Regions from separate parts of the Mus musculus genome. Here regions 2, 3, 4, 5, 6 and 7 are each linked to region 1. A link is a contact called in public HiChIP or PLAC-seq and promoter capture Hi-C data. All regions are on one chromosome and are shown on one strand. Each heading gives the region's core, a stretch centred on a gene start, on an enhancer-like site or on the middle of the called end of the contact. The rest is flanking DNA. Distances are from core to core; before and after follow the strand shown.

What was found. Promoter capture Hi-C pulls out the DNA fragments that hold promoters and counts their contacts. HiChIP or PLAC-seq counts read pairs in DNA pulled down with a chosen protein or histone mark.
Region 2: a promoter capture Hi-C map of liver shows a contact between it and region 1, with 2.9 times the contacts expected there. The contact joins the promoter of Adprhl2 here to the promoter of Meaf6 in region 1. A contact is called at or near these places in 6 of 39 promoter capture datasets (the 3T3-L1 cell line, 3T3-L1-derived adipocytes, frontonasal cranial neural crest and 2 more), 1 of 484 Hi-C or Micro-C datasets (B cells) and 1 of 115 datasets of contacts at active chromatin or transcription factors (astrocytes).
Region 3: a contact with region 1 is called in a promoter capture Hi-C map of pre-B cells, with 2.7 times the contacts expected there. The contact joins the promoter of Trappc3 here to the promoter of Meaf6 in region 1. A contact is called at or near these places in 8 of 39 promoter capture datasets (the 3T3-L1 cell line, 3T3-L1-derived adipocytes, the C10 cell line and 5 more) and 5 of 115 datasets of contacts at active chromatin or transcription factors (embryonic forebrain, embryonic midbrain, extraembryonic endoderm stem cells and 2 more).
Region 4: a contact with region 1 is called in an H3K4me3 HiChIP or PLAC-seq map of embryonic stem cells, with 6 read pairs. The contact joins the promoter of Thrap3 here to the promoter of Meaf6 in region 1. A contact is called at or near these places in 6 of 39 promoter capture datasets (the C10 cell line, cranial neural crest, hippocampal neurons and 3 more) and 5 of 115 datasets of contacts at active chromatin or transcription factors (astrocytes, embryonic stem cells, large pre-B cells and 2 more).
Region 5: a promoter capture Hi-C map of liver shows a contact between it and region 1, with 3 times the contacts expected there. The contact joins the promoter of Sh3d21 here to the promoter of Meaf6 in region 1. A contact is called at or near these places in 4 of 39 promoter capture datasets (embryonic stem cells, hippocampal neurons and liver) and 2 of 115 datasets of contacts at active chromatin or transcription factors (embryonic stem cells and pancreatic cancer cells).
Region 6: a contact with region 1 is called in a promoter capture Hi-C map of pre-B cells. The contact joins the promoter of Stk40 here to the promoter of Meaf6 in region 1. A contact is called at or near these places in 15 of 39 promoter capture datasets (the 3T3-L1 cell line, the C10 cell line, the HPC-7 cell line and 11 more), 1 of 484 Hi-C or Micro-C datasets (B cells), 6 of 115 datasets of contacts at active chromatin or transcription factors (astrocytes, embryonic forebrain, extraembryonic endoderm stem cells and 3 more) and 2 of 9 other capture datasets (adipose tissue and pancreatic islet).
Region 7: a promoter capture Hi-C map of the HPC-7 cell line shows a contact between it and region 1, with 4 times the contacts expected there. The contact joins the enhancer-like site here to the promoter of Meaf6 in region 1. A contact is called at or near these places in 10 of 39 promoter capture datasets (the 3T3-L1 cell line, the C10 cell line, the HPC-7 cell line and 6 more), 2 of 115 datasets of contacts at active chromatin or transcription factors (embryonic forebrain and forebrain) and 2 of 9 other capture datasets (adipose tissue and pancreatic islet).

The regions. Positions count from the first base shown.
Region 1 is chr4:125,083,497-125,087,480 of GRCm38.p6, reverse strand. It overlaps Meaf6 (MYST/Esa1-associated factor 6), which reads right to left and starts at 2,320. Exons shown (of 8, transcript NM_001374123.1): 1 at 2,215-2,320; 2 at 1,221-1,336. The coding sequence starts at 2,304.
Region 2 is chr4:126,319,726-126,323,709 of GRCm38.p6, reverse strand. It overlaps Adprhl2 (ADP-ribosylhydrolase like 2), which reads left to right and starts at 2,007. Exons shown (of 6, transcript NM_133883.2): 1 at 2,007-2,268. The coding sequence starts at 2,040. It overlaps Tekt2 (tektin 2), which reads left to right. Exons shown (of 11, transcript NM_001357262.1): 6 at 1-71; 7 at 239-353; 8 at 483-590; 9 at 747-890; 10 at 1,059-1,138; 11 at 1,291-1,589. The coding sequence ends at 1,504.
Region 3 is chr4:126,260,499-126,264,482 of GRCm38.p6, reverse strand. Trappc3 (trafficking protein particle complex 3) reads right to left here and starts at 2,078. Exons shown (of 5, transcript NM_013718.2): 1 at 1,946-2,078. The coding sequence starts at 1,987.
Region 4 is chr4:126,200,587-126,204,570 of GRCm38.p6, reverse strand. It overlaps Thrap3 (thyroid hormone receptor associated protein 3), which reads left to right and starts at 1,861. Exons shown (of 12, transcript NM_001356455.1): 1 at 1,861-2,001. It overlaps Gm25323 (a small nuclear RNA gene), which reads left to right and starts at 3,294; the gene lies at 3,294-3,396.
Region 5 is chr4:126,161,715-126,165,698 of GRCm38.p6, reverse strand. Sh3d21 (SH3 domain containing 21) reads left to right here and starts at 2,358. Exons shown (of 16, transcript NM_001162533.1): 1 at 2,358-2,474; 2 at 2,576-2,733; 3 at 2,834-2,897; 4 at 3,128-3,246; 5 at 3,433-3,523; 6 at 3,676-3,731; 7 at 3,919-3,964. The coding sequence starts at 2,471. It overlaps Thrap3 (thyroid hormone receptor associated protein 3), which reads left to right. Exons shown (of 12, transcript NM_001356455.1): 12 at 82-1,617. The coding sequence ends at 303.
Region 6 is chr4:126,102,255-126,106,238 of GRCm38.p6, reverse strand. Stk40 (serine/threonine kinase 40) reads right to left here and starts at 2,282. Exons shown (of 11, transcript NM_028800.3): 1 at 2,093-2,282.
Region 7 is chr4:126,084,143-126,088,126 of GRCm38.p6, reverse strand. It overlaps Oscp1 (organic solute carrier partner 1), which reads right to left. Exons shown (of 10, transcript NM_172701.3): 7 at 3,665-3,734; 8 at 1,445-1,584; 9 at 358-421. Among named protein-coding and RNA genes, the nearest start is that of Lsm10, 11 kb to the left of the region's middle. Within about 2 kb of position 1,961, at least 67 of the 459 cell types and tissues checked have an H3K27ac peak or open chromatin away from gene starts, as enhancers often do. A contact at or near this core is called in the HPC-7 cell line, adipose tissue and neural stem cells, where this site is marked.

The sequences.
Region 1 (3,984 bases), core at 1,071-3,570:
GATGCTGGGAGTCGAACTCCTGTCCTCTGCCAGAGCAGTGTGTGCTCTTAACTGCTGAGCCATCTCTCCTGTTGCCAGTTGTGCCTTTTAACACAGGTTCTGGGAACTGAGCTCCGGTCATCAGGCTTGTACACCAAGCGCCTTTACTCACCGAGCAATATCTCCTGGGCCTGGTTTCACATCCTGTAGTTATACACATACGTTAAAATGCCATACCCACCCCCACCCCCACCCCCACACAGCCAATCTTGATTTCCTGATTTTGATGATACTCTATAGTTACGTAAAACGTAACCATCAGAGAAAACTACGTAAGCACACACAAGCCATGTCTATTGTTTGTACAGCTTTCTATCGCCATCTGTAAATTATTTCCAAACAAAAGGTTCTTAAGCACACAGAGAAGTTTTCGTACTTCAGAGAGAGCATGCACCCACAGTGAGTTAGCAACTCATGAATACATGGGAAAAACACTAACTGGTCATGCACATTCTCATCTCAGTTTTCCTACAGATTTGAAAAATTCCTCACAAGCGTAGGCATTTTTATACAATCGCATGACTGAGCTGACAGTGGTAACAATGAACTTGGAGGTAGAACAAAGATCGTAATGGCACAGCGTGGCTGATGAAAATGTGGAAGACAGTTCGGTCACAGGCTGTACTTCACTTACACCCACACATCCCTGCACCATGGGCCCTATTTTCTTTCATCACAAATACTGGCTTCCCCAAGGTTTCTCCGTGAGCCGTCAGAGTACAAGTTCAAGCTTAGACCCCATTCCACACTACGGCTCTACCATCTCCTTGCAGAGTAAATGCCAAAAGCAAATGTCCCAAGCTGGACATGACAGTCCATACCTTTAAATCTATCAGTCAGAAGTCAGAGGGAGAAAGAGCTATGTGATCTGTGAATCCGAGGCCAGCCTGCTTTACTTAGTGAGTTCCAGGCTAACCAGGGCTACATAGTAAGACCATGTTTTAAATCAAAACAAAAATCCTGCAGCCAAATATTAGTAGAGGATAAAATGGAGAGATACTATTAGATTTTTTTTTCTTCCAGACAGGGTTTCTCTGTATAGCCCTGGCTGTCCTGGAACTTACTCTGTTGACCAGGCTGGCCTCGAACTCAGAAATCTACCTGCCTCTGCTTCCCAAGTGCTGGGATTAAAGGCGTGCACCACCAGTGCTCAGCTAATACTACTAGATTTTGACACTCACTTTTGATTGGTCAAATACCGATCCCAGCCACGGATAATATTGCCATACATCTGAGTGTCTTCCAGGTAGCTTCCTTCAAAAGCATATATCTGTCTCTCCAAGTTTGCAAGTGTTTCCTAGGTGATGAAAACAGGGACAGGGAAAAACAAGCATTAAGCAAACTGAAATTCCGTCACAGACTTGTAAAGTCAAGCTTACCCACAATGAACCATTTCTGTGGAAGTGTAGGGGTGATGGACCCCTTTATAAATAGAATGAAATGTATAGTCTATCCTCAGAAAATGCACACACATGCAAGATTTTGCATCTACTTCAGAGGCAAAACCTAGCTGTCACGAGCAGGGATGAGACAGACCGTGAGCTGTCTCCATTCTCACTCACTAAATGTGTTGCTACCAGCAGCGAGAAGGGTGAACAGCTTTTCAAAAGCATCTCTTCTACATCAACTGCTTCCTCCCTGCTAGCTCTGGAAGGGCCGCCCGCAGTGGATGCCGGTTGCTATGGAAACCTGGAAGGGCAGCTTCAGGTGAGCTTTGCCTCCCGGATGCTCGCCGTAAAAGGCGGGAGCCTACAGGGCAGTCAGCAGGGTGCCGGCGGCTCCTGGTGCGCGTCACCAATCCAAATTCCCTAGGCTGCGTCTTGGGTCTCCCGCCAGCCCCGTTCCTTGGCATCCTCAAATACACCACATTCCCCGGCCATTGAAACGCGCCGCCCATGGAATCCATCGTGCATCTTCTCCAGGCCGGGGTCTAGCCGCCTCCTTTCCAACCGCTAACCCGACCTGAGCGTCGTCCCCGCCTCCTGCCTCTCGCCCTTCCCGCGCCCTCACCGCCCCGCCCCGCCCCACTGAGCGCAGGCCGGGAACCGCGCCGCCGCAGGGAACCGCGCCGCGCCCGGCCGCCCAGAGCGCCCAGACCCTGGCTGCCCGCCGTCCTCGCCTCCGGAGCTGCCTGCGAGGCCAAGTGGGGACGGCGTCCAGGCCTCGGCCACTCACCGCCAGCTCCTGCTTCCGCTTAACCAGCTCGGCCAGCTCCCGCCGGGTGTCTGGGATCTGCGGCGGCGCCGTCTTGTTGTGCATCGCCATGTTGGGCTCAAGCGGCGGCGGAGGCGGCGGCGCGCGACCAGTAGGCGGACCCTGCGCACTGTCGCCGCTGGCCGCCAGGGGGCGCGACCCCCCACACCGCGCCTGCGCGCGCGGCTTCCGGGGAAGCTGGCCGGCTCAGCGCGCGAAAGCCGGCGCGGAGAGGCGCTTGTACGTGTGGGACCTTCCTTGCTGCTCCACTGTGGGCCTCTGAGCTTAACAGACACCCACAGACATTCACTACATCGAGAACCCAGCTGCAGCATAGGCCTGTTGAGTATTCCATATGTCTCCCGGCAGACGAGGTCCTTGCAACACCACCCAACTGCAGGTGGAAAACCTGAGCAAGGTTCCGCCCACCAACCGGGTTGCAGAGAAGATCCCCAAACCAACATCTTGCTGGGTTTAGCACAGGCAAGCAGATCTCCTGTTGTACGTGGTTTGCCGGAGGGGAAGGATTATGAAAGAATTAGCTTCTATCTTCAGATCCAGAACTGTATCCAGGCTGGTATTGAACAGAAACAGACCGTGAGTTTATCGTCCTGCCTCTGCCTTCCCACTGCTGGGATTCCATGTGTTGAGCATGCCCGCTGTTAATAGGTGCTGGGGATGGATCTCAGGACAGACGAAGCAAGCACTCTACAGGTACACCCTGAGCCCACCTCTGCATTCTCAGTGCTCAGCAACGTCACTCGTAGTTTAGGTGGCGTTCTTTGCCCCCATGGGTGGATGTCCTTGGGTTTCTATGCCCTAGATGTATATTGTTCAACAGGTATGAGAAATTCTCAATTTTCTAAAACTCCTCTTGCCTAATTTTCTCTCTCACAAACCTCTTCACTAATCTCTTGTTCCTCTCCAGTAGTACATGCCTATAATTCTAGCACCCAAGAGGCCGCGGTAAAAGAAGCAGGAAGGTCAAGGTACTACATAGTATTTGGGCCAGTAAGACTATATAAGACAGTTTCACCACCACCCCCCAAAAAAGAAAGTCAAGGCTGTAGATGAAACTCAGTTGGTAAAATATCTGCCTAAGCCCAAGCTTGCACAAATCCCTGAATTTGAGTCTAGCATCTCTTCCTTTCCTGCCAGCCTGGCCCACAGAAGAACCTCCCAGGGCCAGGCATGGTGGCACATGTCTTTATTCCCAGCACTCAGGGGACTCGAAGACAGACAGGACAGCTGTTTTGAGGGGGAAAAAATCAAGATGAGCCTCAACTACACAGAGAATTTGAGGCTAGCCTAGGCTCAAAAAAATAACAATCAGACCTTGGAAATTTTCTTTTTATGTCTATGAGTGTTTTGCCTGCATGTATGTCTCTGTACCATATGCATGCAATTCCCAAGAAGACCAGAAGACATCAGATCCTCCTGGGACTGGAGGAATAGTTGTAAGCTGCCATGTGGGTGCTGGAGATTGAACCAGGGTCCTGGGGGAGAGCTCTGATCCATCCTCTCTCCAGCTTTTCCCCCTGCCCCGTTTTAATGACTGAGTCCCAATTTGAGATGCCCATATATTTATAGGTGTGAGATCATCCAATGGAAAGTGATCAACCTACCAGGGCCCACACCTTAAAGCTGACTCTTCCCCCACAGGAGTCACCCACTGTTGATAGCTTCTTAGCTAGGGATGGAGGCTTGGGCACCTCTCTCTCCTACATGCTGCCAAGATGACTGGCTTGATCT
Region 2 (3,984 bases), core at 758-3,257, 1.2 Mb before region 1:
GGCTGCCTCTCTCTCAACCTCACTTCCCCAAACATCTCTCTGAAAGTCAACCCCACACGCATCCCCAAAGAGTAAGACCAGTGTTTCAGTCAGTCCTTTCTGTGTGCCTTGTGTGTCCCTGTGACCTCCATTGTTTCCTTGTGTGTCCCTAGGACCCCATTGTTTCCTTGTGTGTCCCTGTGACCCCATCGTTTCCTTGTGTGCCCCAGTGACCCCCATTGTTTGCTTGCCTCCACAGCTCCACCACACTGCAGCAGTGGGATGAATTTACTCGATTCAACAAGAACCGGGCAGAGGCCGAAATGAAAGCGTCCATAGAGTTGAGGGAAGCCATTGCCCTAGCTATTGCTCAGGTGACTAAGCCCAACTCACCTCTGTCTTTCTTTCCACACTGACCACATGTTAGCCCTTCCCTGACTTCAAACAGCAATCTCACAAGGCCATGACACCCTCTTCTGGCCTGGCTCACCCTCCTCATGCAGACCAACAATGAACTGGACGCTCAGAGGGTTGCAACAGAATTCACCTTCAGGAAGCGGCTTCGGGAAATGGAGAGTTTTTACAGTGAGCTCAAGTGGCAAGAGAAAAATGTGAGTGTCACCACCACCCCCTTACCCTCCCCCAACCCCACCACCCTGCCTTTCCCACCATGCTGTGAGGCAGGGCATAAGGAACCCTGCCCTGAAGCTTCAGTTGGGAGCCCTAGTGTGAGTCTTGCCGGTGGAGAACAGTAATGTCTGCCACAGACCTTAGAAGAGATAGCCGAGCTGCAGGGAGACATTCGGCGCCTGGAGGAGGACCTGCGTAGAAAGATGATGAACTTGAAGCTTGCACATACCCGGCTGGAGTCCAGAACCTACCGGTCCAATGTGGAGCTCTGCCGGGACCAGGTACAAGGGGCCCCGGTGGGGACCACCCCTGTCTGCTAAGGAGACCTCAGTATTACCCCTCTTCGCACGTTTCTTGTGGAACAAGCATTCTGGTCCAAGGCAGTTATGCGACCAGCTGAAGGGTCTTGCGGCTGAACTGAAAACCCCATCCTGCCCCTCTGTCTTCAGACACAGTATGGCCTCATTGATGAAGTCCACCAGTTAGAGGCAACCATCAATACCATGAAGCAGAAGCTGGCCCAAACACAGTAGGTTTAGAGAGTGGGCAGGAATAGTGGGGGGCACTGCTCAACCATGGGGCCGTAGTGCCTGCTGGTCTCTCTGGGCTTTATGCTGGTGAGATGTCCTGGCCCCTGCAGCCTGATGTAGGGCTCTGAGCTCCCGATGCTTTGCGTTACAGGAACGCTTTGGATGCCCTGTTCAAGCACCTGGCCCGGATACAGGCTGATATCGCGTGCAAGACCAACACCCTGCTCTTGGACACCAAGTGTATGGACACCCGACGCAAGCTGACGGTGCCGGCTGAGAAATTTGTGCCCCAGGTGGACACCTTCACGCGCACGACAAACCGCACACTGAGTCCACTCAAAATCTGCCAGCTGGAGCTAACCTAGGCTTTGGCGGCTGAGGGAAGACACAAGATTGGTGGGAGGGGGGAGTAGTGAGGGGACAGTAAAATAATAAAAATGGAGTTCTCAAGCCAGGCTCTTTTCTGCTACCCCATGAGAGTGGCTGACCGAGTGAGACAGTCCACTTGAGCGATGGAGTCGCCTAGACTTCATAGGGGTCGAGTCCAAAGCGACTCCAGAAGGAATACGGGTGTAAAGATACAGGTGATCGCCCGCGGGCAGCAGTGGCTTTGAGTGGGCAACATTCTTGTTCAGGTGCTTTTCAAAGGGTCCTCCGCGGGATTTTAGGGAGCTGTCGGCCGCATTTGTGGTGCCATTTACAAATGAGAAGGTAGGGAGCGCCAAAGCGAAGCGTGCGAGTACTTATGGGGCGCTGAGACTCCCAGCCGTTGAGTGGCGCTGTGGGGTAGGACGTAGGCTGAGACTCCGGGCCACAAGGGGGCGCTGTGGGGCCGCGGGGAAGAGACGACCAAAGAGGCGGCAGCATCGATGCCGGAAGTGGCGACTAGTCCGCGCGCGGATGGCGGTGGCTGCGGCGGCAGCAGCTACAGCGATGTCGGCGGCGGGGGGCGGCGGGGCAAGTGCGGCCCGCTCCATCTCGCGCTTCCGAGGTTGCCTGGCGGGCGCGCTGCTGGGAGATTGCGTGGGCGCTGTCTACGAGGCACACGATACCGTCAGCCTGGCATCAGTCCTGAGTCACGTCGAGAGCCTGGAGCCGGACCCGGGCACGCCGGGCAGCGCGCGGACAGGTGGGCGGGGCACCACCGATCGGGTCCCCACCCCTGGGCGAGGGGACCGAGACTCGGGGGCGCGCGCGCAGACTAGGCTGCCGAGGTGGAGGCTCCTGCGGCGAGCTCCCACGAAGTCACGAGGCTGAAGGCCCCTGGATCGAATCGGTTTGCTCCAGCTCTCCGTGGTTGTAGGTCTCCAGCCATGACCACATTCAGAGCGCAGGCCTCGCCTAAAACCTTGGCTAGAGCCAGTTCCCGCGTGGCCAGTTCCGTCGTGACCAGCTTTCTCAAACTGCTGGCCCGATGTGGGCGTCGGCGAGGGCTGTCCCTAGCCTGTTAAGACATGTCCCTTCCTTTCGCTTGCAAACGCAGCTTGTCCTCAGATTCCAGGTCAGATGTCAGTAGAAGACTTGGTTCTTCTTGAAGAGCATGTAACATAGTAGAAGGGGGCCGTCGTCAGAACCCCAGAGGACTCCACGAGTTAAGAGGCATTTAGAGGTAGGGGAAGGAGCGAGGAAGGACGGGGTGTGCCGAGAAGTAGGAAGGATGGTAACAAAACCAGAGGAAAGAATTTCAAGACTAGGACACTGGTGTGTTACAGAAAAGTCAGGGTAGTCTGGACCCAGAAAACCATGTCGAGTTGGTCGAGAACATGGAAAACGGGTGTTAAAGGAAGCAGAGATAAGACAAATTTTATTTCATTATGGTTTGGTAAGATGGAAAAAAAAAAGGTGTGTTTTAGGTTGAGTGGTAGTTGGGACCCTGTGGCTGCAGGAAACACATTTTAAGAGGGTCTGAGTGGAAAGAACTGACAGAGTCCAAAGGAAGTTCTGGCCTCCAGCAGTGCTAAGTCCAGGAGTTCAACTCCTAACTAGCTTGCTTGGTTCCTCTTGGCCTTGAGTTTCCCTTTGGGGGGAGCTCACTTTGGCAGTCTCCTTTTCCTACAGTATGGTCCCAGTAACACTGCAGAAGAGGTTCTCCTTGGGGCTGGAGAGATGGCTCTGCAGTTAAGAGCACTAACTGCTCTTCTAGAGGTCCTGAGTTCAAATCCCAGCAACCACATGGTGGCTCACAACCACCTGCAGTGGGATCTGATGCCCTTTTGGGGGTGTCTGAAGACAGCTACAGTGTACTTACATATAACAAATAAATAAATCTTTAAAAAAAGAGAGAGAGAACGAGAGAGATTCTCCTTTGCTCCAACTCTACGAACATTGCAACTTGAGTCTGGAGCCCAGTCCTACATAAGGGACTGGCAATAAGAGATGGATGCCTTCAAGTTGCCGTCTAACTAGGCAGGAGGTCAGTCCTCCAGCTAGGACTAAAGAAGAACGGCTCCCTCAGGAAGACCAGGGCACAGAGCAAAAGGAGGGAGGACACACAGTGCCCCCTCACTCACAGACATGTGCTGAGCATATAGAGAGAAGGGCAAAGAGCAACACCTGACCCCAGTGAGCGAGGGTGACCTTTACCTATGACCAGGCTGGCAAAGACTAGGAATGTGTTTACAGCTATGAACGTGGGACACAGGGGCCACCTGAGAAGAGGGGAAATGGAGTTTGAACAACAAGGAGGGAGTGGACTGGCTATCTGAAGGATCCGGGAGGCACTCATTAGACGAGTCCATTCTCTGTAACTGTCTTCTCTCAGTGAAGCAAAGGTCCTGTCCTAGCAGGTTAGTAGCCTCTTTGAGTGTGGCATGTTAGAAGTATCAGAGTAGGGCTGGGCGCACTC
Region 3 (3,984 bases), core at 829-3,328, 1.2 Mb before region 1:
AAACAAATACTGATAACAGGATACAAAGACTAAGGAATAAGTGTCTGCTCCCATCACCAAGGAAACACCATCCATCCCCTTAAATTTAACACTCTTTCCTCTAGTCTTTGGTACCACAGCCCCCATTTTGTAGCTAAAGAAACTAATAATCACTTGAAAATGCCAAGGAACATGTGTATATTTTCTTCTAGATGACATTGTTTTCTAGCACAAAACTCTCAACTACTGTTATTTCTTCCAGAAATCTCCCCCATCGTGTGTATGTGTGTGTGTGCATGCTCGGTCCCCTAAAACTGATTCTTAACTTACCATCCCCAGAGTATGCTGAGGCCCACACAAATCCCTGGAAAATACAAACAAATGTGTGTATATGAAATGTGTGTATATGATGTCGGGTTTTTGCATTTTGTGTTTGCGGTGCTAGGATCCAACTCAGCTTTGATCACTGAGTTCGTGTTTGTGTAATTTAATATTTGTGTAGAGATGAATCATTGCTGTCATTGTGTCTTGAAAGTGGTCCGAGGGTTATAAAGAACCAGCCTAGGGACTTGGAGATTTAGGTCAGTGGTAGAGCGCTTGCCTAGCAAGCACAAGGCTCTGGGTTAGAGTCTCAGCTCTGGGGGTGGGGTGGGGTGGGGTGGGGAAGAACCAGCCTGGAATAACAGGGATTCCACCTGTGCTGGCTGTTCCTGGTATAAGACACAAAGTCTAATCATACTGAATCATACTGTCCAGAGTGGAGTACATAGGTTTCCAGATCTAGTCAGCAGGCAGGCAACCTCGGATTGGTCCCGCTGTTTTTTGAAGTCTGAATTCAGAGTATCCTGCATATGCATCCTACCACTGAGTTACCTCCCAAACCTGATGTGAGCCCCACACCCCACGTCCCCAACACTCTGTGTGTTAAAAATAGTTTCAAGTAGTAGCTTCAAGTAGCCTACGCTGGCCTCCATCTTATCTCGGGCTAAGGACAACCCTGAATTCCTGACCCTTTTTCTCTACCATCCGAGGGCTGGGATTACAGGCATGCATGAGCAAGCTTAGTTTACGTGGTGCTGGGAATTCAACTCAGGGCCTTGTGCATGCTAAGCAGACACTCTACCAACTGGAGCTACAGTTCCGCTCCCAGATGTTCAGTTTGAAACTCCAAAGCAAAGGCACAGCATGGGCAGTTCTGCAAAAGAATACACTAAAAACAAACAAACAAACAAACAAAAAACACTTGACAAGAAAGCCTCTTTCCTTGGGATTCGGAGAAAATTGATATCCACCTGACTCTCCAGACCCAGTCCAGCCCAGCCCAGCCTTTTGGGATTATATCCTGTCCCACTACTCCCAGGTTAGGGAAGGAACCACAGTTATCCTCTCAACCATTACAGGGGCCACTGAATACTTAGGCCGGCTCACTCCTTAATGTTAGATGGCAAGTCCCCTTCTGACAAGACCACTGTCTAAGTCTCACAATGCCTAAAGCATAGTGAAAAGCTGAAATATTCACTGTAGAAATGGAGGGGCATGGGTTTAAATCCTAACTCTTCCGAAGTGTAAATCTGGATGTCCCATAAACTTCACTGAGCTGTAAAACGCCATAACATTATCCACCTAGAAGAGGTTACCTTGTGATAATGACATAATGGAAGCAATAGCCTAGCACCAAACGCACAGTAAGAGATCAGTAAATGGTTGGTACTGTTATTGATTACCGTCGCTGTTGTTGGTTTAGCACTCGACCCCGAGAGACCTGGGTGTAGCGGGCGGAGGGGCAACTCAGGGGTCCCCCCAAGCTGCCCCAGCGCCGGACGCCTAGGGAATGACCCACACTGGGACTTCCCCATCCCACAGCTCACAGCAGGACTCATTTGACAATCACTTGGAGCGCCAGCACCAGGCCCCTTCCCAGGAAGCTTCGATTCCGCCCGGCCCGCCGGGTCACGCGCTCAGTTACCATTTTCTTGCTCTCCGTGCCACGGTTCGCCTGCCTCGACATGGTGCCCACCGTTCAGTGCCGCCTCACCTCACCTCCTCACAACCCAGATCCCAGACCCCGGGAGTCGCCGATTCAACCCAGCCGCGGCCCCTCAGCGTCTAGGACTGACCGGCCCCTCCTCACTGCGCCTGCGCGGTGTGGCGCAGAGGACCCCGGGACTTGTGGTTCGGCTGACCAAAGTCAGACTACAGCATCCGGCAGTTCTACCCGGAAGTCCCACCCGTGATTCAGCTCGAGCTGCAGCTCCGGAATGCTACCAGCGCCCGGGTGGCTGCACCATTATGGCCGCTAGGTGGCATCCGCACCTTGTGGTAGTCCTACATTGTCCACAGAGTGTCCTTATTTTCCTCCCCCACGACTGGCACTGTGATGTTCTGCAAATTCTTCTCTCTCCCAGACTGGTCTTGGAAAGTCCCTATTTCGAACTGTTTTCTGTTGCTGCAGATCAGCTCCAGAAGCGCCCAGGATGTCCTGAAAAACTAGCGATGGCTCACACAGAGGTCTAAAGTTCATTATAAAAAGTTTGCATGACCACATATTCTATGTCAGGATAGTTAACGGCTTTCTCTTTCAACTGCCATCTGTTCCCAAACCCCAAACACAGCCAAGCCCTGCATCCTTACACTTGTGGCCTTTTTAACAAATCCAAATCACTTACCGTCCCTTCTCTAGAACAGCTACCCTGCCTAGTTCCCAGAAAAACCAAGATGCCGGCTGTGGTGGCACTCAGTGCCGAGTTCTAATCCCAGGCTTGCCATCTGAGGCCAGATGCTGAAGTTCTTTCAGTTGCTGTAAATATTAATGAGACATGAGCACAGATCGTGGGCACAGAAAAGGCACAGAGGAAATGTGATTCCCTTCGAGCTACACTATCAAGACAGTCCAACAGATCCAAACACAGCCCAACAATCGTTGAGGAATGTGCTAGCTGACCAAACCCTTCTTACCCTTCACAGAGGCAAAGCCCTGTCATCACTGACCACAGCCCTTTGGATTTGGCTCCGGCCGTCTCTCCTTAGTGGTCAGCCCTGTGGGCACTGTGCTTGGAATTCAGGTCTCCTCGCTTCAGCCTGCTTGTCTGTCTCTGCAGCAACTATATACTGTTGTGTACCACCCGGCCTTCACCATGACAACTGCTCTGTCCAGATACTGAGCCAGCTAGGCTAGGAGAAGGCTGGAGGGGGGCAAGGGTTTCTCCCAGTCTTTCCCTGAGGTTATAGGACCAATCATTATTATAGCCTTCTCCCTGTAGTACAGACATTCCGGGGCCTCCCTAGAGGCAGAGATCCCTGACTCTCCATCCTGTGGCACGACCTCAGGAGGCTGCATGAGGGTCTCTAGAAGGGAGCAGAAGAAGAAGACAGAAGTCTGTAGCCTTGGGAGAGTAGCAGTGAGGCTAGTCCAGAGCCTCCTTCATTCCCAGGAGAGGGGACAGCTGAGGTGAAAACAGCAGTTGGCCAGCCTGTCAGTCGGTCTGGGCTCCTCCCTGCCGGCTGCCTTGGCTGCCCACAGAAACCTGAGTCACAGTCACAGGCAGCCGCCTGACCCCACCCAGCCTGCTGTCAGGCAGGGCGGTTCTGGACAGACTGGAGGTGGAGCCTCTCCTTGACTTCTCACGGACTCATTATCCCCCCTCTCTGCCTCTGATTCCCGAACTTGGCCCTGCCTTTTCTTTGGGACAGTTCTCCGAGTCATCAGTTTTGAATTAAGGGTGGGGGCGGGGCACATGTATTGATCTGTAAGGTCTCATCCTTGCTCAGACTGCAACCTGAAAACTCCTTGGGGTGGCTGTCAGGGATCAGGAGTAGAGCGCATGCTTTGTATGGGCAAGGCCCTGGGTCTCATCTCCAGCACAAACAAGACAGAACTCCCTACACAGCAGGCCCCAAGTTCTTGGACTTCTCCCTTCAATTTTGAATTCCAGCCCCTCCCTCTCCCTCTCTACCACCTGTAGGGAGTAAGACTTTTAGGAAACCAGATATCCCTCCCGACCCTCA
Region 4 (3,984 bases), core at 612-3,111, 1.1 Mb before region 1:
GTACAGAATTTAGCATTTAATACCAAACCAGACCGACCCTAACATCTGTTCTCAAAGAGCTCACAGTCTGCTGGTGACAAAACAGGTGCTTTAGTAATTATAGGTGTAGTCCCTGGGCAGCACACCTAAGGAACTGTCTAAATGGCGGCAACTGCTTTCCCACCTCAGCCATCACGAAGTACCACCACAGCTGGGGCATCAAGTCTCCAGTGTCCGTCAGGTCAAAGCCGCCTGCAGCTGGGAAGGTCTTCCTGTTCTAATCCATGGGCTCAATACAGGAAAGAGGGTGGGGGAAAGCCACCAATCCCTGAGCTCCCCAAGTTCAGGACTTGAGATCCCACCAATCCTTACTCCGGAAATCTCTGCATGCCCTGAAAAGCCCCGCCTCCGAATAAATCCTATATATATAACCCCTGTCCTTCGTTCACTTGCCAGGAGCAGAAACAGCCACTACTCTTCGAGTCTTTGTTCTGTACCCCAAACCCTCCCAATAAATCTGCTTTATGAGATTTGCTGCCTGGTATGGCTTTCTCATTGGAAGAAGCTAAGAAGAAAAGAAGCCATGAAGAGAAGAAGAGAAGAAAGATCAGGGCTGAGGCTCCCGAGCTGCAATGCCTCTGCTGAAGAGGCTTCCTCTCAGAGCGTAGCGGTTCCTGGGCCTTCCGAATCCCTGGATACCCTTCCTTCCATCTGAACAGGAACAGTTTCAATAGCTACAGCAGTACAGTAGCTCGTAAATGCATGACAGAAAAGGTGACGTTTGAACGCTTACATGTGCAGGATTCACTAAGGCAAGCAAGTGCAGAGAAAACCAAACTGCTCTAAAAAACCTTAGTGACCATGTGAGAAACAGCCTCGTAGTGACTTAACATCTGTAAGCTCAGCAGTCATGAATGAGGCTGAGACGAAAAGGCTGCCTTGAGTTTAGGGGACGGCCTGTGCTACCCGGTGATTTCCAGGACAGCTTGGCATACAACGGGAGATTCTGTTCTAAAAATTAAAGTTAACAAAAAACAAAAAAAAACAAAAAACAAAAACCAAGGAGAAAACACAAATCCCAGGGTTTCACTTTCCAGGACATTTGTGGTTCCACAGGTACTAATATACTTCCTGGGCCCATGTTCTTAAAAAACTTCTCTGGGCCAAGTTTGAGGCCAGCCTGCTCTACCTAGAGTATTTCAGTATACCGAGAACCCTGTCTAGAATCCCCGCTCCCCATGAAAAAAATCCCCAAACTAAAAACCTCTTTGGGCTCTTATTGCCATTAAATGGGACAGGAGGTGGCTGTAGGAGAGACCGAGATCCAACGGACTTCTGGGTCCCCTGAGATCACACTATCAAAACAACTCTTCTCCATTTTGCGTTGCGTTTTCTGGGTTCCGGGTGATCAAGTGCCTTCCTTTGTCGGGGACCTCCCAACAACTCTGTGAGGTACAAATTATGAGCCTCACTTTATACAACGATCTGTTCAAGGTCAGAAAGCAGGGGAAGGGTAAGGCACAGAACGAATGCCAAGAGGCCTGATGGCCACCAAACTAGAGACTTTCCGGGGACGTAAGCAGAAGACGAGTGGGTGGGGCTCGGGCCCTCCCTCAGTCCCCCGGAGAGGCCTCTCCAAAATGGTGGGGGCAGTGGCGTCAGCAACGCCCGGGCCCCTTCCGTCCACCTCCCTCCCTCTTCCTCAGGCCACCCAGGCGGGAGCGGGGGGAGGGGGGAACGGAGGCGCAACGCAGTCGCCCACGTGACCGCCGATCTTCGGGCGCGTGACGCAAAGCGGCGGGCCCAACGCTCGCTCTGCCTTGTGGGAAATAGAGTTCGAGAGGACGTCCGGTGAGTCAGGAGAGAGAAACCTAGGACTACATTTCCCAGGAGGTAGCGGAGCGAGGCGGTAGCCGCCGTCGTCGGAGAGCGGGGACGCGGGGCGCGCTAGCGGGCGGGGGCGAGCTTCGGGCCGGTTGTGCCGTTGCGAGATTGCAGCTGTAGTCGCTCCGGCCGGTCAAGGTGAGTGGACGCAGTTGATGGGAGTGAGGACAGCTCAGCTAATCTCTGTGTGTTGGGGTTTTCCTCTTTTCTGGGCGCCGGCTGGGCCCCGGCGAGGGTTAGGCCTAGCGTGCGGCGGCTTCCTCCACGCTCGGCCCGGGCCTGCTCCGAGCGGGCCCTGCTCCATCGGCTCCTCCCCCTCCCCGCCCTTCTCCGCTTCCCTCCGCTCCGGCCTAGTTCTCCGGGCTCCGGCCGCCTTCTCTCTGAAACAGCTTGCACACTTCTGTGCACTGTGCGGGAACGACGGCTTCCACCAACTCCATCTCCCCCCCGCCCCCCAAATCCTGTTTTACGAACCTCGTTATTTGAATTTTTTTTTTCCGGGAACTCTTGCACGCCCTTCCCCCACCAGTCTCCATTGGCCTGGTTCTGTCTTCTAGGGCCCATGTGGCTGCTAGCACACTAAATGTTAGTACTTCTTCTGTGTTTGTTTTTTTTTTAAACTTGTTTGTTCTTTTGTTTTGTTTTCTTCCTCTCTTGGCCAAAAGAGGCCTATTCCAAGTTTATTTCCTATCGGAAAAATAGTTCCCACTTTCTTCCTTTGGTTGCAAGTGAGGCCGACTTGCGTTCCTTCGGTGATTGGCGTGTGCCCTGCTGGTGAGAAGCAGTTGTGTCCCACACTTAAACAACTTTTCTCTTATTTTCTTTGCTCTTGTGATTCTTAATGGGTGGAGCGTGGCGGCGGTAGTTGGCGGCAACATTGGTGGCCCAGAAGTTGGAAGCCATCGGTGAGAGTCCTATGTTAACGAGGAGCTTGCTAATTGGATAGAAACAATATGGCAAGGACGTTATAGGACAGAGCCAAGAAAGACGGCTTTATCAGCTTTTGCGTTTAAATTTCAGTTTTTACTTTAACGTACTTAAGTTTTTTTGTTTTTTTTTTTCTTTTTCTAAAATGGCAGTGCACAACCCTGGCTACCTTTAGTGTAAATATTCAACGAAATTCACTGACGGTTAACCCCTTGTTACCGGGTATGGGAGTTTTCGATTGTGGGTCCTAAGTCGAAAGGCATGTATCCAACTGTCTTTTTTCAGATCTTTCCTAGTTTTGTTTGTGGAAATACTGTCCGTGTGTAGTCAATCCTATTATTTAGACAGCTTAGGTGTATATATTATTCTGTATAAATGTTAAAGACGGCTGGTGCCTTGAAACTTGTGGAGAAAAGTTGGTCTTTGTAGTTTTTAGTTAATTTGCAGATGTGTATCTTGAATTAATATTAGTACTTAGTGAATCAAAAAGTAATGCAGCGAGCTTGCTTTGGCAGCACACATACTAAAATTGGAACGATACAGAGAAGATTAGCAATGGCCCCTGCGCAAATGCAGCTATTTTGGCATGATTGCTTTTTTTTTTTTTTTTTTTTTTAATTTTTGTTTTGCCTAAGACAAGGTCCAGGCTGGCCTCTGAACTCTGTATGTAGCTGATACTGGCCTTGAACTCTTGAGCCTCCTACCTCTACCTTAGAGCGGCTTTTGCCCCTACACCCAACTTGTTTTTGTGTGTGTTGTTTTGTTTTTTGAAGACAGGGTCTTACTGTGTATCTCTGGTTGACCCAAGATTCCAGCCTCCCACTGCCTCGCAAAGGTGAGCCCACCACTCTGGTTTGATTACATTTTGTAAAAAGAACTGGTTGAAGGTTACTACATGTCTGGATGGCTGGGTGTGGTGGTTCTTGTCTTTAATCATAACACTCCGAGGCAATGGTAGGCAGGTTTCTGAGTTCCAGGCCAGCTAGAACTACATAGTGAGAACTTGTCTCAGGAGTGGGGTGGTGGGAGGAGGGGAGAGAGAGAGGCACAGACAGATACAGAGACAGAGAGACACACACAGAACACACTTAATACAAATATCATTTGTTTTTCAGTTCTTTTAGTACCCATGTAGGATCTCTAGTTTTAGAGATTGATTTAGTCTCTAGGTAGGGCCTCTCCTGCCTCTGTCTC
Region 5 (3,984 bases), core at 1,109-3,608, 1.1 Mb before region 1:
AGAAGGCTGCGGGAGGCATAGGCGCTCTGGCCTGTGGATGGGTAGAGTGCTAGCACTGATGCCAGTCTTCTTCCCTTGCAGCATGACGACCGGGAAGGCGAGGGCAGCGACAAGTGGATGGGCCGAGGCCGAGGCCGAGGAGCCTTTCCCCGGGGGCGGGGCCGGTTCATGTTCCGGAAGTCCAGTACCAGCCCCAAGTGGGCCCATGACAAGTTCAGTGGGGAGGAGGGAGAGATAGAAGACGACGAGAGTGGGACAGAGAACAGAGAAGAGAAGGACAGTTTACAGCCCTCAGCTGAGTAGGGGCCGCTCTTGATGGAGCCCTTGCCCGGGGAAGAAAGGCGCTGGGAGAGGCTGGTGGAGCTAAACAAGGAGCCTCAAGAAGATCCTGAAAACGCCACCCCACAACCCACTTGCCACACAGAATCCATCCCACGACAGCAGAGTGTCCCTGGTGCCATCCGTCTCACTGGACAGAGGACAGGACGTTGCCACCGAGCCTAGATGAGACCACACACTGGGCTCCTGCTGCTGCTGGTGGTGTGGGGGGTGGGCAGGGTAGGGAGAAGGATGCTGATGCTTGGACTTTGTTTTGGTTTTGTTGTCCCACCCCCACTCCCACCCCAATTAGAAACCAAGTTTTCTTCATTGCATTTCATTTGGAACTAAATGGGAATTTGGTTTTCAGTCTCTTCCTGTCCTGAGTTTTATTAAGAAATCCTTTTTTCTTTTTCTTCTTTTTAGGGGATATATAGTAATATTAGTGTAAAGATTTTAATTTGGGCAACTTTGACTCTTAAGAGAAAACAAAGCATGTGAATAAAAATTGAAGTGTTCACCTCAGTTTGGGACCAAACTGCTTGGATCTTGTACAAACCGGTTTTGTATGTTGAGGAGGAGTTTAAGGCCTTTCTGACCACCTCGTGTTCCCCTTTCTACACAGCCATGTATCCCGTGGAGTTGCTCCCAGCCTCCCCATGCACCCTGCTCTGTCTCATTTCTCCTGGGCTGGGCTTCCCATTCTCCACCAGCAGCTCCAGTGTCCCAACCTTTGTAGTCCTGCTGGTCTTCAGCAAGAGGAGTGGAAACTGGAGGGCAGTTTCTGGACGGTTTTCTAAGAAACTTCTGAATTCTATTATCTTTACAAATACAAGATGAGAAAATAATTTTTTCAATATTTTTTATTAATCTTTTTATAAAATGAAAAGAAACGCCTATGATTAAGGATGGTGGTTATGGCTGGGTGGTCTGTGGGGTTGTGTGTTTTTGGGTTTTTCCTTTTTTTTTTCTCTTTAACCTTACGTTTTGGGTTGAAACATTTTCAGATGTTGGGGGGCATCCTCATTAAAGGGTCCTTGTGCTTGCCTTCCGGGGCAGCGGTCCCCAGCAGGTGAACCGCTGCCTGCGCGCATCTGTTGGACGCCGACTGCACCCTCCTCCCTCCCCAGCCTTCGCTCTTGGGTTGTTGTGCATACTTCCCTTTACTTTGCTAATTTCAATAGTTATGTTGGTTTTACTTGAATGATTCATGTTTAGGGGAGAACAAAAAAACACCCTTAAATTTTTGTTTCAACTCCTCCTGCAAATAAAAACAATAAATGAAGTGGCAGATGTAAACGGACTGTGTTTGTTGCTTGTGTGAGTGACCCTGGGTTAATAGGTCCCATAGAATATACCATAGTTTTCGTCTCTGGGAAGAAGGACTTCTTGTTCTCAGTGGAGGCTGTGCATTCTGTGTTTTTGACTCCTCCAAGAACCAAACCTAGCTACCATGCCAGAAGTCAGGACTTTGGCTTCCTTGGTGCTGGGGCAGGGGTCAAGGCTGCAGTGAGCTGGCTCGGCCTTTATATGTTAACCCACAAGGAAGAGGTGAGCCTAGCCCAACTGGTAAACTGGGTGGACCCTAACCTTCAGACTCTTGCCAGCCCTTATTAAAAGTTGATTCTTGCTGCCTTTCCCCAAGGAGAATCTGCAGTAGTTATCAGAAATCCAACTAGGCCCCCAAGTGAGTCGAAGCTTCAGGGGGGGTTGAAGTTTGGAATATACCCGCCATAGCTTTTCAGAGACAGGAGCTAGTATCTCTATCTGGGGCCACTTTCCCAGGAATGGCCCCACCCTGGTATGTACCTCTTCCACCTTCCCCTGCAGCTAAGAACTTGCAAGCCAGAAGAGGGTGGGCCAGGAAATGTTATAAAAGACATAGAGTCTGGCCTAGGTTGGGAGACTTGGCTAAAGTAGAGCTCTTGGGGAAGCTGTTACCCCAGCCCTGGGCTGAGACCCTGGACTCCTCCTTCAAGAATTGGGGCCCAACCTGCTGAGCCAGGCCGCCCACTCCTACTACCTGGATCCTGACCTATGACTCGAGTCTCCGCCTCATCCACATCCAGTCTACCGCCTGGCGGCTTCGCCCGCCCTCCGAGCACCCAATGCCCAGCCTGACGGTCAGGCTGCGCAGGGAGCCCCAGAAGTCATGGGTATGTGTGTGGGGGTTCGGGGTGGGTTCTTCTAAACACTTTCCGAAGGGCAAAGTCCACGGACGTCCCCACAGCCTTTCTTAGCTCGCTTCCGCCCGTAGAGGTCCTGGTCCTGGCCAGATACCGAGCGCAGACGGAGGACGAGCTGAGTCTGGCTCCGGGGGACGTGATCCGGCAGGTGTGCGCGGGGCCCGCTCGGGGCTGGCTGCTTGGGGAGTTGCGGGGCCGCCGCGGTCGCTTCCCCAAGCGCCTGGTGCAGGTGAGGCCTGGTACGGGTATGGCTGCGCGGGGGAGCAGGAGCGGCCCTGGCCTCAGCCTCGGGCCTTGTGCCTAGTGCCGCCCCTATGTGATTTTCCCAGGAGATTCCGGAGGCCCTGCGGGGCGTCACCGAGTCCAGACCGCGCTTTCCGCGCCGTAGTCGCCGTGAGTCGGGCGCTGGGCCGGCGGGTGGGGCCTCACTGCCCGCGTGGAACATGACGGCTGTGGGTGGGGCACCCGCGGCTATTTTGCAGCCCCCTGATTGGCTTGAAGTACAATGCTCCGCTCGAGGGCGGGGCCTGAAGCTACTAAAGGGAGTTCTGGGGTCCAACTCTTCCCCAGTGCTGCAGACGGGGCTCCCTGCTCAGAGCTGCTTCCCTGCTTGTCTGGCCTAGGTCACCCCATCAACTCTCGGGACCCCCAAAGATGGTGCAGAGTGAACTTCAACTACAGCCCAGAGCAGGCAGACGAGCTGACGCTTCAAACTGGGGAGATTTTGGAAGTGATAAAGGAGGTGAGGGGTCCTGGGGGCACTTGGGGAGATGCTGCAGCTATTCACACAGAAGAAAGTGAAGTAAGGGTGGGGGCGATGGGAAGGGAGGCAGCTGGGGAGGATGTAGTCCTTGGGTAGAACCAAGGATGGACACCTCAGTTACTCTTGGACAGAACCAGATGCTCCCGCATCCTTCCCCTTCCCCAGATTGAGGACGGCTGGTGGCTGGGAGAGAAGAACGGGCAGTTGGGAGCCTTCCCATCCAACTTTGTGGAATTGCTGGACAGTGGGCCCCCAAGTGAGACCGTGACCCTGTGATCCCCTGGGACCAGACTCAGCAATCTTCAGCGATCTTCCCAGTGACCCTCCTGACCTCGTGACCCCTTTGGCCCCCTCCCTTGACCTAGCTAAATTAGCACCTCCCTAACACCATCGATTCTTCTTCTGCAGGCCTTGGAAATACAGACATACCGCCAATTACCCCAAATTCACAGAGGCCTCCTAAGGTAAATTGGGTCATGGTGGGCACAGCCAGCGAATTCTTTCCCCCCTGCCCCCAGAGCTGAGGATTGAACCCAGGGCCTTGGGCTTGCTAGGCAAGCGCTCTACCACTGAGCTAAATCTCCAACTCCCAGCGAATTCTTAAAATGGCTTGACACTTGTCTCATTCCCCCCTTTCTCTGCCCCCAATAGTTGAGCAACTTGACATATGACAGCCCTCCAGACTACCTGCGGACAGGTGAGCCCTCCCTCGGTACC
Region 6 (3,984 bases), core at 1,033-3,532, 1.0 Mb before region 1:
TGAGTCCTAACTCTGTAACATCTGTCTTGATCCTCACGACAGCCCTATTGCGGAAGAAGTCCTACTGTGTCTTTTTACAGTGAGAAATCTGGCTAGCTGAGCAGGGATTAGAAGTAGACCTGTTTGAGCCAAAAAAGCTCTTAACCGCTTCAAACTACTGTCTTCTCCGTTAAAGGCACAGGAGAGAAAATGAAACCCCCCTTACATCTGGGAGGAAAGTCCTACCTTGCCATTGCCAGCAGCTTAAACAACCTGAGATCTCAGAGAGAGAAGAGCACTTTGGGGAGCACTTGAAGGGGTTGTCCACCTAGCACTGACCACACGGTGCCTTCTCAGCACAGGTCCAGTAGGTCTATACTCTCTTCTTGGAAGCATGTGATGGTCTCTGACGAAGTGTCTAGCTCTCTCACCCTCCTCAACTCCTCACAGAGAATGCGATCTAAGATACAGATCTAGTCCTGTCACTCCTCAGCTAAAAGCTTACTGGCCTCTTGTGCACTAGACACAAAGTTCCAAATGATCCATGAGATGTTCATTTTTTTTTATTAACTTATATTGCTTTACTTTGTGCCCTGTCGGCTTCCATACCACTCTACTGACACAGCTAAGGTTGTCTCTCTCTGACTCTCTGTACTTCTCTCCAAATAGCATCTCCCATTTTACATGACTAAGCCTCCCTCCCCCTTTCTGTCCTTCCAGTCACTATCCTCCTGTCACTACTGCTCAGGCTTCCCAGACTGAGCTAGCAGCTTCCCCACTGGGCTCCCTCAGCATTCAGTTTCTGTTGCTTTTGTAGATCACATTTCACCTATCTGCTTGCAGGTCAGTTTCCTCTAGCTGGACAGTGAACTAGTTCGGATAAGAACCTCTTTATTAGGTGTTAGCGCAACTCTCCATAATGACTCTTTTTACCATGGCCAGTGGTTTGCAAATGAGGACGAATACAAATGACCCAAGGTCGGGCAACCAGAAAGCAGCGGCACCAGAATCTGAATTTAAGGAGTCCAGAGCAAGGTTGACACACACTTTTAATCCCAGGCTTTAAGGAGTGAGCCTCCAAAGCCTACGAATACTACACAGCACTAGGCTCTACAGGCAGGGCCCTTTTGTTATGAGAAAAATGAATGAATGAATGAATGAATGAATGGGGACTATCTCTGGCAGAGATAGTCTAATCCACAATCAAATAACAGGGCCTTTAAGGAGGAACTCACAACGTTGTTTATAAATAAGGGCTATAGGATTTTGCTCTTCCTTATCTCATGCAAAACTACTCAGCCGAGAGGGAAAGGCGCCCAGCCCAGCGTGACTACCCTCTTCCTCAATGATTCTCAAAACCAGCAAAGCCAACCGGTTTCCTCCAGTGACTTAAAACAGAGCAAAGTCTATCCTGCCACCGAAGGTGGCTGTCAGCTCTTCCTTCTGCCAACAACCTGGGGGAGTGGGGGTGGACGGAGAAGCCACCGGGAATCCGAAAGCTCCTACCCAAGATTGAAAGGTGGGGCCAAGCATCGTAGGAATGGGCGGGCCTGACCAGGATGGCAGGTGAAACACTGACCACAGCAAGCTCTCCCACGGTGAAGACCGGCCCAACGTGGATCTGGCAAGCAGGTTGCTGTGACTCGCACCTGAACGCCGCCCAGGATGTGAAAATTCCCCAGCAGCGATGGTGTTGGTGCCAACGGGTGAGGGCTCCAGGAGGAAAACCTTGGCTGGCTCTCCTTGGGGACTCGTTCTAACTTTCAAGTCACTCTCTAGGTCAGGAGAGAAGCATGGAGAGGAGGAGCGGGTCTCTCTGGGAGAAAAACTAGAGCGGGCCAAACGCCGGCTGCTTCGATGACTGGTTGAGTGGGTCTGGGCAAGGCGAGCAGTGCCCATTTCCCAGGGCTGCGGCAAAAGACCGAGGCTCCCGGCAGCCGACGCCCCCGCTGCCGGGAAGGACAGACCTCCAGTGGCGGAGGGGGAATTCACTATAGCCGTTCTGGTCGCGCCGGTCAGCTTCGGGCTGTCACCGGGGTCCCTCCGCCACGGTGGCCCGCCCCGCCAGCACGCAGCCCCCACCCGGCTCCGCGTCCCGGGACCCCGAACTCACCTTTCCCGGGGAATCAGCGCTCCTTGCCCATAGTCCGCAGCCCAGAGTCGGGGCTGCTCGGCGCTCCGTCCCGGGGGCCGGGGCCGGGCCGGGGGCGTGGGAGCCGCTCACCGCCGCCTCCCAGCGCAGCCGCCAGAGCTGCCGCCGCCGCCTCCCTCCATGGCTGCGGCGCCGCCACCTGACAACGGAAGTGACGCATAGGCTCTCGGCCCCGCCTCCCGCCCCCTCGCCTGAGTTTGGGGTTGGTGCGCCATCTTCAGGATGGGCGGAAGCCTTCAGGCAGGAAGCCCAGATAAGATCGCCAATTGGTTCTGGGTGGAGTCTGGGTCGAAATCTGTAAAGTGATTGGACAGTCAGGGGGCGGTACTTACCGCTAATCTACATCTACAGTGGGACTGGGACAGAGGCGCCGGTCCGCCTTGGCTCTGCAGAACCTCACCGACTTATGCTCTCCTTGCTGGGGTTGGGGACGTCTCTAAGTGGTTGCAAAACCCGCCAACTGCACTGCATTCTTTAGAAAAGTAGTCTTTCTTTGCTCCCCATTTCTCGGCTTCTGGAAATTTGTGTGGGAAAGTGCTGAAGTTGGGTACAAGAGAAGTCAAGAATTGGCTGTCGCTACTGTCACAATTCATTTCACTTTAGGCCCTTCAGAAACCCCAAAGATGGCCAAGTTCATCTTGGACATCCCTAGAGTCTTGTCCAGGGAGATTGCAGTGAAGAGTTCCAATGAACGACTTCAGCCGGCTGTCTACCTCACTCCCTCCTGCCAGTTTCCGTCCTTTCTCCTCCTTCAGCAGCCACGCCCTCCATGAATCAGCTTCTTGCACCAGCAGATGAGCCCTTTAAAGGGATTGCATCAGTCTGGTGACTCACTGGGGGCCCTCGAAAATCCTGGCTTCCGTCCACTGCCGTGTAGAAGCGGCCAGAAGGGCTCGGTGGCAGCAGTACCAGCGGCCATAGTCCCACTCCTTTGTCTCAGAGTTAACAAGTGTACTTGATGACACTCTTCCCTCCCCTGGGTCATTCTGGATCCACGTGTAGACACACGTGGACACGACTAAGCCCTGCTAGGACACCGAAGGCTGGTCTTCATAATGAAGTCCCAGCCTGAATCCTTTCTTAATGTCTTTGATTGGCTTGGTGGCCATTCAGCTGCAGATAATGCTGAATAACTAGTAATGATACCAGCTCCTAAGGCCCTGTCTTATGCAAAATGAGGCACTTTTAGAGACCTGTTAACAAATGCAGAAGGTAGCACTCAGAGAGAGAGGGTAACCTCTGCCGTGACACCCAGCTAATAATGGCTGGGCTGTGGTTTGAAGAAAGTTTCGTGGGTTCCAAAAAGGCTAGAGCTTGAATCCCCATTGTATCACTTACAAACTAGGTAATTCAGTGTAAATCCTGGCTGCCCAAGTGGGGATAACACATTACACCAACCATGGGAGGACCCAAGGAGTTTCACATCCAGCTAACCACACCCTATAGATGCCCACTGGTCTCAGTCGGGGAACCTCTAGGAGGCACGTGACTCAAAGGCAGGCATCCAGAAGGCCGGCCCACTTTGCTCCTCTCTCTGACAAAGTGAGGAGAAAAAGGATTCCGGAAGCCCTGCCTTTGACAGGGATGAATCTTGGGTTTTCCAGTTCACTAATTACCAGTAAGATGAATCACTGGGCGCTGACACCACCATTCCAACTCCTGGTAGGCTCTCAGCTGACTCAAAATATAGAAGTTTTAACAAAGCAGAGGAGGAGAAAGTGCCAGCCAGAGGAGATTAAAAAAAAAAAAAAACTGTCATCAGGACACCAACTCATGGATCTCTGGGACATACATGGGTGGTGACAGTCTCCTGCTGGCTCTCCAACTCTGGCTCACTGGCAGATGGTGCTGCC
Region 7 (3,984 bases), core at 712-3,211, 1.0 Mb before region 1:
CTGTTCTGGAACTTGCTCTGTAGATCAGGCTGGCCTTGAACTCAAATAGCTGCCTGCTTCTGCTTCCCAAGTAAAATAGAAGTAAAGGCGTGCACCACCACTGCCCAATTTTCATGAAGGTTTCTTTTTATTTTCTGTGTATGAGTGTTTTATCTTCATGTATGTGTGTGCATCATCTGTATGTCTAGTGCCCACAGATCCCCTGTAACTGCAGTTACAGATGGTTGTGAGCCACCATATGGGTGCTGAGCACTGCTCTTAACCACTGAGCCATCTCCATGCTTGAAGAGCAAAAGTTTTCCAAGGAGGATAGTGCTGAGGAGGATAGGTCCAGAGCCCGTGAGGCCCCTCACATACCTGTGTAGCCTGTATGCTGATGACTTCATAGGACAACTCCTCCGGCCTGGACAGTGCTGCGTGTCTACAGGAGGCAGGAAGAGACAGGCCTAAGGTTACACGGTTCATGATTCCTCTTCCTAGTACGGTGAGCCACCTCATGAGAACATGGACACCTGTTTTCTCTGTGTCTCCTTCTGCCCTTTCACACCCCCCCCCCATCCTTATATTTCAGAAAGTCACATGTTTTTGCTTATCTGCCAACACTCTCCCTCTCTTCTCTCAGCAAGTTCTGAGGCCCAGGTCACATGGAGGCCCCTCCAATCCAGAGTGCAAATCAGCCTCCACTAAGACATCTGTGGTCCGTCAGTTTAAATGACTTGGGGACAGCTGGGGGTCCTACACTCCATATCTGTGTGTGTTCATGAGTGTGTGCCCGCGTGCCATGGCAGGCACGTGGGAGTCGGGGATGACCTGTGAGCGTCGGTTCTCCCTCTGTCCCGGAGCTGGAATGCAGGTCCTGGTCTTAGGGCCTTTAACTGATGAGCCATCTTGCCAGCTCAGTCCAGTCATCTCCTAACACATCCTAACACTTCTTGTTTAGCTTCCTTTTAGAGCTTTTGGGGGAGTGACTTCAGGAAGCCCCAGGGAGTCTGTATTCAGGGCAGCATGGATTGCTGGTCACTGGTGACTTTTGCATCTGTGCTTGTGTGTATTGGTCTGCAGTTGTCGTGTCTGTGTTCTTATCCCACGTAGGGGTTTATATGTGTATTTACACTCCATCTAAGCCACAGGGACAAGAATGCATTATATATCTTTAAAGAACGGGTTTAGGACTGGGGAACTGTCTTGGTTTGTGGGGTACTAGACCCAACATACACAAAAGCCCTGGATTTGATCTCATATAAATGGAGTGCGGAGGCACACACCTGTAATCCCAGCACCTCGGAAGCAGAGGCAGGAGGATCAGGACTTTAAGGCTACATAGTGAATTTGAGGCCATCTGGGTTATATGAAACCCTGTCCAAAAAAAAAAAAAAAAAAAAAAAGACAAAGGAAAAAAGAGAAAAGAAAGACAGACAGACAGACAAGCAGGCTTAACGCATACTCCTCTTCCTCATCGGTCGTAAACAGATTCAGTCGGAATCCTGGTTCAGGGCCACTCGGCTTCTTGATCTCCATCCCTCCCATTAGCCTGGCCAAGAAATTCAGCTCTTCTTTGGCAAGAGGGTTTGGAACAATGTTTTCCTGTAGAAACAACGGTGTGATTTGTAGCCACACAGGGCAAACACATTTCCTGCCAAGACCCCAGAGACGCAGGGAAGAATTATACAACAAAGCAAAAATAATAACAGCTTAAATTATTTCTGGGTACAACTAATGCACAGAAAGCAAGCTTAGCCGGAATAATAAAGCAAGCTCAGCAGCAGTGGGACTCCAGCAAAGAAGCAAACCACAGACTTTCAACTCTGAAGCTTAGTGGAATGCCCCAGGGACCACACTTCTCAGACTATCTTCCTCCTCGGGAGGAGAGAAGGGCCCTGCTTCCTCTTCAGTCAGGTCCAGTTCCCTCTGCCAGGCGGCTCCTGTCAGGCCTGCAGCTCAGTGGGTACCATTCTGGAGGAACTCCCATACTGCCCTCTGGTGGTGACATCCAGGAACACAGTAGGCCGTTCCTCTCTCACCACCCTTTCTAGACTTTACCTTCTTACGTGGATCTGGGCTCTACTCTTCACTACTGTCAATTCACTACTGTCAGTTACTGAAAACACACTCTCTTATTTCTGTCTTGCTTGAAACAAAGTCCCCTGACTACCGCATAAAGAACAAAATGGAAGCCGGGCGTGGTGGGGCATGCCTTTAATCCCAGCACTCAGGAGGCAGAGGCAGGTGAATTTCTGAGTTCAAGGCCAGCCTGGTCTACAAAGTGAGTTCCAGGACAGCCAGGGCTATACAGAGAAACCCTGTCTCGAAAAACCAAAAACCAAAAACCAAAACTAAAAAAAAAAAAAAAACAACAACAAACCCCAAAAAACAAAATGGAGGCCTGAAGAGATGGCTCAGTGTTTAAGAGGACCTCTTCCAGAGGTCCTGAGTTCAATTCCCACCAACCACATGGTGGCTCACAACCATCTGTAATGGGATCCGATGCCCTCTTCTGGTGTGGCTGAAGACAGCTACAGTGTATTCACATTTATAAAATAAATAAATCTTAAAAAAATGAAAAAGGAGAAAATGGAGCTCAATGGTGGCGCATGCCTTCAATCCCAGCGCTGGAGGTGGGGTGGGGTGCAGAGGCAGGTGGATCTCTGTGAGTTTGAGGCTAGTCTGGTCTACAGAGAGAGTTCCAGGAGTTACTCAGAGAAATTCTGTCTTGAAAAACCAAAAAACCCAACCCAAATTAAACCAAACCAAACCAAACCAACCAACCAACCAAACAAACAAAAAAGGAGTTACAACCTTCTCTAATCAGGCCCCGGTGTCGTCCTGTCCAGTAAAGCCTCTGCCGCCTGCTTCTGCGGCGAGAAGATGGAGCTATGTGGAGACTCGCTGCCGCTCCAGAAAGGATACTGTTTTCCTTGTTTTGCCTGTGCTCATCCCACCACCACGGCTGGCACCCACTTCTCCTCCCCTGCTATGCGGTGTCTTGCTTACTCCGGAGCCCTATTTCCGTGCCGCTGCCCCTGAAAACCATTGTGTTCCCTTGCCCCCTGCTCCCACCCCAGAGGACAGAGCGCACGGTCTTCTGGCGTAAGCTGTCAGTGTCTTTCCATCTCGCTGTTCGTTTCTACCATTGTCCTTCCCAGAGAACCAAAAGCCTCTTCGGGGTGGGACCACATCGACGCCAAGCTGGTACCCAACACCTTGGGACTTGGTTCCATGAACACTCAATAACTGAACAGTCCATGGTTTGTCCCAGAGTTTGCGCATACGGAACTCAGAGGGATGAAAACCTCATTTTAAAGGAAGGTAGAAGGTCCTGACGACCAGGAAGCACTTTTGACAAGGGATGCTTTGACATTTTCATCTGCATGCATGTATCTGCATGCATGTTGGATCCAGCAGCCACAGGCCTCTCGGCTCTGTTACAAAGCTATTTGCCATGTCCTGGTATTTGGCTCCTATTTAATTGTAATGAACCAGTCCCCATATTACCTAATTAGTCAGATCACTGGAAAGCTCTGAGCAAAGCCACAGTTAGAAATCTGGGTACATGTAAGGCTGAGGGGAAAGTTAACTAGCTTTGAAAGCCAAAGCCCCGCCCCGCCCCGCCCCGGGGCAGTGTGGGGAAAGAATCAAGGAGGAGAGGGAGAGAGCAGCAGCTCACCTGTGCCCTGGAGGCTGCGTTCTTGGATGTTGCAGACATGTGGGTTTCCACAGGACGACTCGCACTGTACCTGGCACCAACAGAAAACAGTGCTGTGACCCAGCCAGGTCGCTGACTCCCTCCTAATTGGTGGGCACACTGCTATTATTCTCAGATAGTAAAAGGCAGCCAGAAAGATGCTGTGAGTTCAGAACACAACTGAGTTGGGAAAAGAAGCTCCCAGTTTGCTTCTTCCCTGAGAAAAGGCCCCAGAAGGAACAGCACTGCGGACACAGAAAGTATCACAGGGAGGTGGTGTGGCCCTCCGCAGCAAAGGGACA